Linked DNA regions of Pan troglodytes: region 1 is linked to region 2. The links are chromatin contacts, called in public HiChIP or PLAC-seq maps. All regions are on one chromosome and are shown on one strand. Each heading gives the region's core, a stretch centred on a gene start, on an enhancer-like site or on the middle of the called end of the contact. The rest is flanking DNA. Distances are from core to core; before and after follow the strand shown.

The links. HiChIP or PLAC-seq counts read pairs in DNA pulled down with a chosen protein or histone mark.
Region 1: an H3K4me3 HiChIP or PLAC-seq map of stem cell-derived excitatory neurons shows a contact between it and region 2, with 8 times the contacts expected there. The contact joins the promoter of PRDX6 here to the promoter of CENPL in region 2. A contact is called at or near these places in 1 of 7 Hi-C or Micro-C datasets (stem cell-derived neural progenitor cells) and 1 of 1 datasets of contacts at active chromatin or transcription factors (stem cell-derived excitatory neurons).

The regions. Positions count from the first base shown.
Region 1 is chr1:75,615,549-75,618,647 of NHGRI_mPanTro3-v2.0_pri, reverse strand. PRDX6 (peroxiredoxin 6) reads left to right here and starts at 1,508. Exons shown (of 5, transcript XM_524972.9): 1 at 1,508-1,779. The coding sequence starts at 1,685. TNFSF4 (TNF superfamily member 4) reads right to left here and starts at 1,441. Exons shown (of 4, transcript XM_063811302.1): 1 at 908-1,441. The coding sequence starts at 1,000.
Region 2 is chr1:75,260,612-75,264,018 of NHGRI_mPanTro3-v2.0_pri, reverse strand. CENPL (centromere protein L) reads right to left here and starts at 1,426. Exons shown (of 6, transcript XM_009438503.4): 1 at 308-1,426; 2 at 21-114. It overlaps DARS2 (aspartyl-tRNA synthetase 2, mitochondrial), which reads left to right and starts at 599. Exons shown (of 17, transcript XM_524974.8): 1 at 599-1,452; 2 at 2,785-2,884. The coding sequence starts at 1,326.

The DNA of each region.
Region 1 (3,099 bases), core at 259-2,758, 350 kb before region 2:
GTTAAAACAAGGAGCTGTTAAAACTTGGAGCCAAATTAGAGATTAAATTACATTAGCTTTAAACGGTTTTTGGAGTGGCTAGAAATTTTTACCAGTAATCTTACTGCAAGTCCTGGGTCACTGAAGAACTGGGTAAATATGATTAGCATGCACGCACCAACACATCACTGTGATGAAAACGCAAATCACAGTATGTGAGTCACTACTCTCAACACTGCCGTGCCCCTGCCTTAAACCTGCCAGCCCCATCCAGAGGATTTTTCTCATCTCTGAACTCCAATCATTTACACCTTCCCCCATCAGAATTTACCCTACATTTTATTATAATTGCATATAAATATGCCTTCCCTGTAACAGCAGGGACTGTGTTTCTCCACTGTATGGCCTGGCACAGTGTCCAGCACACAGCAGGCAAAGCAAGAGCTACTGCATGAGCCAGTATCATCATCCAAACAATAGCTACCATTTCCAGAGCACCTACCGTGAGCTGACTAGTTTACCTACATTATCCTGGTGGCTTTCCCAGACCAGACCACCCAAACCAAAGCAGCCCCCCAGTCACCCTCTAGGCACATAACCCTATTTTAGTTCTCTGAATACGACTGATTGCTGTCTAACATATTTTTGTTTGTGTGTTTATTGTCTGTCACCGGTTTCCCTTCACAAGAAGGAAAGCTCCAAGAGGACAGGCATCTTATCTACCTTGTACTTGGCTCATAGCAAATAAATGAATCTAAGCCGCCCACCTCCCTGGGTGACAGAGTTGACCTGCACACAGTAGGTCTCAAAGAGTATGTTTTAAATTTTATATTTAGATTTCAAGATAATTGTGTTGAATATTTTATGGTTCATAACAAACAGAAAGGGGAGGGCAGAATAAAAATAAATAAAAGTTTAGTTACATTACCCTAGCACTGACATTGGTACGGGAATTTTTGCTGCAATAAGAAAGCCACTTCCTCTGACATAAGGTCACCCACACTTCTGGGTCTTGCCACATCCTCTTAGACAGTTCATCGTGGCTGGGCTGGCTGGGGCGGTCAGGACTCCAGACGCTCACACTAAAAGAGGGGTGGTAGTCGAGCAGTCACTCCACTCCTCTGTAGGGAGCTGGCCGCGAGTGGGTGCGCAGGAGGGTGCGCGCGGACCCGTGCAGCGCCCAGGGCGGCTGTGCGAAGCCGCCGCAGCCTGCGCGCCCAGGCGATTCTCCACCTTGGGGATCGCCTTCCTGCCGCGTTCCTCTTCCTTCCACCCCCAAAGCGCGCACGCCCTGCAGAGTCAAACCTGGCGCATCCTCAAGCTTCCAGGGGGCAACGTGACCGAGCCCCGCATCACGTGTGCAGAGACGGCCTATAGTGTCTGAAGGATGCCACCTAGTCGCAGGCCCGGCGGCGCCACCAACAGCGACCGCGGTAGTCCACCTCGCGCCGCGTCCCGGCCCAGCCCAGCCCAGCCCCGCCCCGCGCCCAGCCCAGCCCCGCCCCGCGCCCAGCCCAGCCCCGCCCCGCGCCCAGCCCCCGCGGCCCGGCCCCCAGCGGCCGGCCTCCCGCGGCCCCGCCCCCGCCGCCCCAGTCCCCGCCCCTCGCGCCTTCGTTTATTCCTCCGCGCGCTGGGACCGGCTGCTTCTTCGCCAGAATCACCCGGTTGCTTGCTGTCCCAGCGGCGCCCCCTCATCACCGTCGCCATGCCCGGAGGTCTGCTTCTCGGGGACGTGGCTCCCAACTTTGAGGCCAATACCACCGTCGGCCGCATCCGTTTCCACGACTTTCTGGGAGACTCGTAAGTGGCCACCGCGTAGCCCTGTCCTGGCCTCGGTTGCGCCGGACTCGGAGGTTCCTTCCCTGTTTCTTCTCCCTTCCGTCCTCCCGGCCGCTCAGCCCCCTGCGCCGCCCGCCCCTTCCCCCGCACCGGTTCCCGCGCGCGCCAGGCCGTGTGGCCTCTGCTCAGCGTCGGCTGCGCTGCTGGGAGCTGGCACCCGTTCGGCCTGCCCTGCGCGGGCCACTTGATCCCTCCTGGCTTCCCCGCCTCCGGCGTGGCTGGGCAAGGCCACGCCAAGGTGGGGGGTGGGGAGGATAAAATTGGGTTCTGCGGGTTCTGGAAACTCACCGCCCGCGGGAGGGTTTGTTGTCCGTTTAACTCGTCTTAGTAAACTGTGCAGGTAGCGTGGTCAGGCCGAGGGCGCAGGGGCGGGGCGGCATTGACGATCACTTCCCCGGACTAGTGCCCAGGGTCGCACCGCCCTCCCACCCTCCGTTCTGGAATTTGCTCCCTGGGGAGGATGGGTGTCTAAAGCCAAAGTCGGAGGACACAGCTGCTGGCTATAGGTTACAGGAAGGCCAACGTATCATCTGAGGGTGCAGTGGTATTTGCAGGCTTCTGGGCACAAAATGTGAAATTTAAAACCACTAGCTGCCAAGTAGGTGGCCGAAAGACTTTTTGTCCAGAGCCGCCTCCAATGGCCAAGATATGATTTGATAACAGCTTTAGGAAGAGCCAAGAACACTCTGCGTAGGTGTGCCTTCAGAGATTCCAGAACTTGCAACACTTGGAGGGAAGGACATTCTGACGCTGTTCCGCTGGAGTGGCCTATTCTTGCTAGTGATGGCCGTTCCAGGCTCCAGGACACGTGTACTCCCCAACTTTGATACTCTCTTGTTTCCCAGTGGCTTGCCCCTCACTGTCCCCTCCGCTTTCTACCTTGCTTCTAGCACATGAGCTTGCTGATGATAGCCAAATTGATGACCTGTGATCTGACTTGGCAGTTTTACCATTATGGATAGGAGTAGTAAATCGGTGTTGCCCTTTTTTTTTTTTTTAACAGCTCCTGAATCAGCAAACTGGAAGTTGCTTAGTTTTCATCAGAAGCATTCCAGGCATGTCTAGTTATATTATGGTTCTGGAGTACTAGTGGTCCCACTACACTGTGGGGCTCCAAGGCTTGACGACAGTTCTTCCCCAGATTATATCCTTTTTATATACAGTATCCAGGGAGACAGGCTTATGAAATTAATCAGTGATTGGACAGGGCTGTGCAGAGAACCAGGGAGAGATTCTTACACATCATATGCCTATCCAACCCTTTATAACCTCTTAAGTCCC
Region 2 (3,407 bases), core at 177-2,676:
CCAATACAAAGCATCTTTACCAATAAAATGCCGTGATGACGCTGTCACCCATTCCGGATTCATGAATCATTCTTCAAAAGTCCGGCTCCAAAACTATGTGGAGACTGAAAGCCCCTGAAGAAAAAAAAAAAAAAAACGCCAAAACGACAGCTAAGACAGAGGCCAGACTAACCCCTGGCCCTCCCAAATTCCCTCTCGCTCCACAAGTGGGTTCACAAGAGACACAAACGCACCCAGGAAGACCTCCGCTCCCTCAGACGCGGGGCGGGCCCTGCGACTTCACTCTGGGAGGGACATTTCCGCTCACCCAGCTCTGCGACCCTCGCTCCTGCGGAGTCAGCTTCTGCTCGCGGAGGGGGAAGGGCAAAAGGACAGTGCGTCCCAACCCGTCCCTCTCCAGCTGAGCCTGTCAGAGACCAGCCCAGCTCTGAAATCAAGCCGTTGAGAAAAGGGAATTCGGCCCTCCGCCGCCTCTTCAGTTTAAAATCGTTTCCCGACTCGCTCTGCGGCCCCACGCAGGAAGCCTCCTTGGCGCCTCGCCGATTCCATATCAGTGAAGCAACTAAAATTGCCATTTTAACTGAGGGCAAGGCCGAGCCACTTAACCACTATCGTCAACCTTTCCAATCGTGCTCGGTTGCTCGTCAGTTTTCCTACCGGTGCGAAGCTTTCTCTCAAATTTCCGCCCGTAGTAGGCATGGCGGCGGCACCTCACCACTGATTCGTTGAATTCCTTCCCGGTAATCTTGGGCACTAGCGGGCGGAGTTGAAGGGCGCTTGGACCCCAGCGGCGATCTGTGTTTGGGTTCGCGCTCTGGGAGAATTTTGGCTTTGCTCGCCTTCCTCTTTCAGAAGACTCGAAATCGGCCAGCAGGTCTGCGAGATTTGAAACGCGACTGTTACTCCTTGTTTTCCGGTTCTGGCCGCGGGAGCCTCTCGAGAAGCGTGGAAAGAGGAGAAGGGCGAATACCTAGTGACCGCCTCTGGTTGTCTTGGGCTCGCGCCTGGCGCCGCTACGTGGAGTCGCTCTCTCGTCGTCACTTTTGGCTGCCGACTTGTTGAGTAGAAGTGCAGACTGATGCTTTAAGACTCAGGGAAAGGTCTTTCCCTTATCTCCACCCCAGCAAGCACCCCAGAGACCTTGGAGATTTGTCTTGTTTCTAGACACGTGTACTCGAATGTTGTGCGGAGGAGGCCTTAAATATTCGAGAAGAGAGTGGGAACTCCTGGAATTTTAAGGGATTTCTGTGTATTTCCAAAACTGACTTTTAACTACCGGCAGCGTGGGATTTCGTGATTGTTTTTCGCCATCGTGTGGCTCCAACATGTACTTCCCTTCTTGGTTAAGTCAGCTGTACAGGGGTTTATCCAGACCCATCAGAAGGACCACCCAACCGATCTGGGGTTCTGTCTACAGAAGTCTGTTGCAGAGTTCACAGAGGAGAATTCCAGGTGAAAATAGCGAAGAGATCTATCCTATGAACAGTACTTCAGCCTGTTATCTACGGCCGGAGAGCTTTTATTCCATTTTTCATTTTTTCCCCTATTATTATTATTATTATTATTATTATCATTATTATTATTATTATTATTTGAGACGGAGTCTCGCTCTGCTGCCCAGGCTAGAGTGAAGTGGCGGGATCTCCGCTCACTGCAAGCTCCGCCTCCCGGGTTCACGCCATTCTCCTGCCTCAGCCTCCCGAGTAGCTGGGACTACAGGCGCCCGCGACCACGCCCGGCTAATTTTTCTGTATTTTTGGTAGAGCCGGGGTTTCACTGTGTTAGCCAGGATGGTCTCGATCTCCTGACCTCGTGATCCACCCGCCTCCGCCTCCCATAGTGCTGGGATAACAGGCGTGAGCCACCGCGCCCGGCTTTTCCCCTGTTCTTAACTGGATAGCCTTATGTGTAGAAGCAGATAATTCACTCTCATTATATTCATTATACGGCAGTTTTTTTTCCCTGAGTTTTTAGAAAGACCACAAAAAGGTAACCACGTATTGTATAGAATACTCTGCTTTTGGTTGATGCCTTAAAAAATCCTTCGGCCGGGCGCGGTGGCTCACGTCGTTAATCCCAGCACTTTGGGAGGTCGAGGAGGGCGGATCACGAGGTCAGGAGATCGAGACCATCCTGGCTAACACGGTGACACCCCTTCTCTACTAAAAATTAAAAAAAAATTAGCCGGGCGTGGTGGCGGGCGCCTGTAGTCCCCGCTGCTGGGGAGGCTGAGGCAGGAGAATGGCGTGAACCTCGGAGGCGGAGCTTGCAGTGAGCCGAGATCGCGCCACTGCACTCCAGCCTGGGCGACAGAGCGAGACTCCATCTCAAAAAAAAAAAAAATCATTTTTCACAGAATTATAATAGTGTTTTCTAGTGTACAAGTGGCTGTTAAACACTAGATTCATACTAAAGCTAAATAGTTCCTACACCGTCCATTTCTGCAGTTTCTAAAATCCTATTTCATTTGAGGAAGAAATGTGCAATATTAAGAATTGGGTAATTAGGATTTTAGGTCAATGCAAATGCTAGAAGATCAAAAAAATTTTGATTTCCTAACACAAGACAAATTTACATTCAGTTATTCACTTGGCTTTTGACACATTTGCAGGTAAATTTAATAGTGAATGAATTAAATTACATACTCTGACTTATTTTATTTTATAAATTTCCCCTGTAGCCCTGACATACCTAAGATATATTTTGAGAATTTTCATTTTTAAGCAACCTGCAAGTGACGTATTTTTAATCTTGCCTTTTAAAGTTTCTTTTTTTTTTTTAAAGAATTCAGTAGCTTTGTTGTCCGGACCAACACATGTGGAGAGTTGCGTTCGTCTCACCTAGGCCAAGAAGTCACCTTGTGTGGATGGATTCAGTACCGAAGGTAAATTGAGGAAGACAGTCTAAGAATGCATGGTGGTGGTTTTCCCAGGGCAATTCCAAACCTTTACTAATTTACAACCAGTCCGAAGAATAAAACGTTTTGCAACTCCTGCAGGATTAAGAACTTACTGAATTTTCAACTTTGTTTTAGTTTTGAAAGACCCAAGTGTCATTCTCAGTAGGCATTTTGAAAGACCCAGATGTCATTCTCAGTAGGTACATCTCAGTAACATCTGTTGAAGGGTATAACAACGAAGCTTGATCCACCAATGGACTGAAATGATACTGGGCTTACTAAGACTGAAGAGTTCCTATAACCAGTAATTAAAAATGGGCCAACCTCCTATAAACCAGCTGTTAAACTCCAATAGCATGGGGGAAAAGCTCATTTTATTCCATGTAGGTAGAGAAGAAGCCTAGAAACATAAACAGTGATTCCTTAAGATCGGAGCCCATTTTTTGTTGTTGTTCATCTCTCTATTCCAGGACATGCCTGAATAGAACATTAATTCACATGGAAGAGA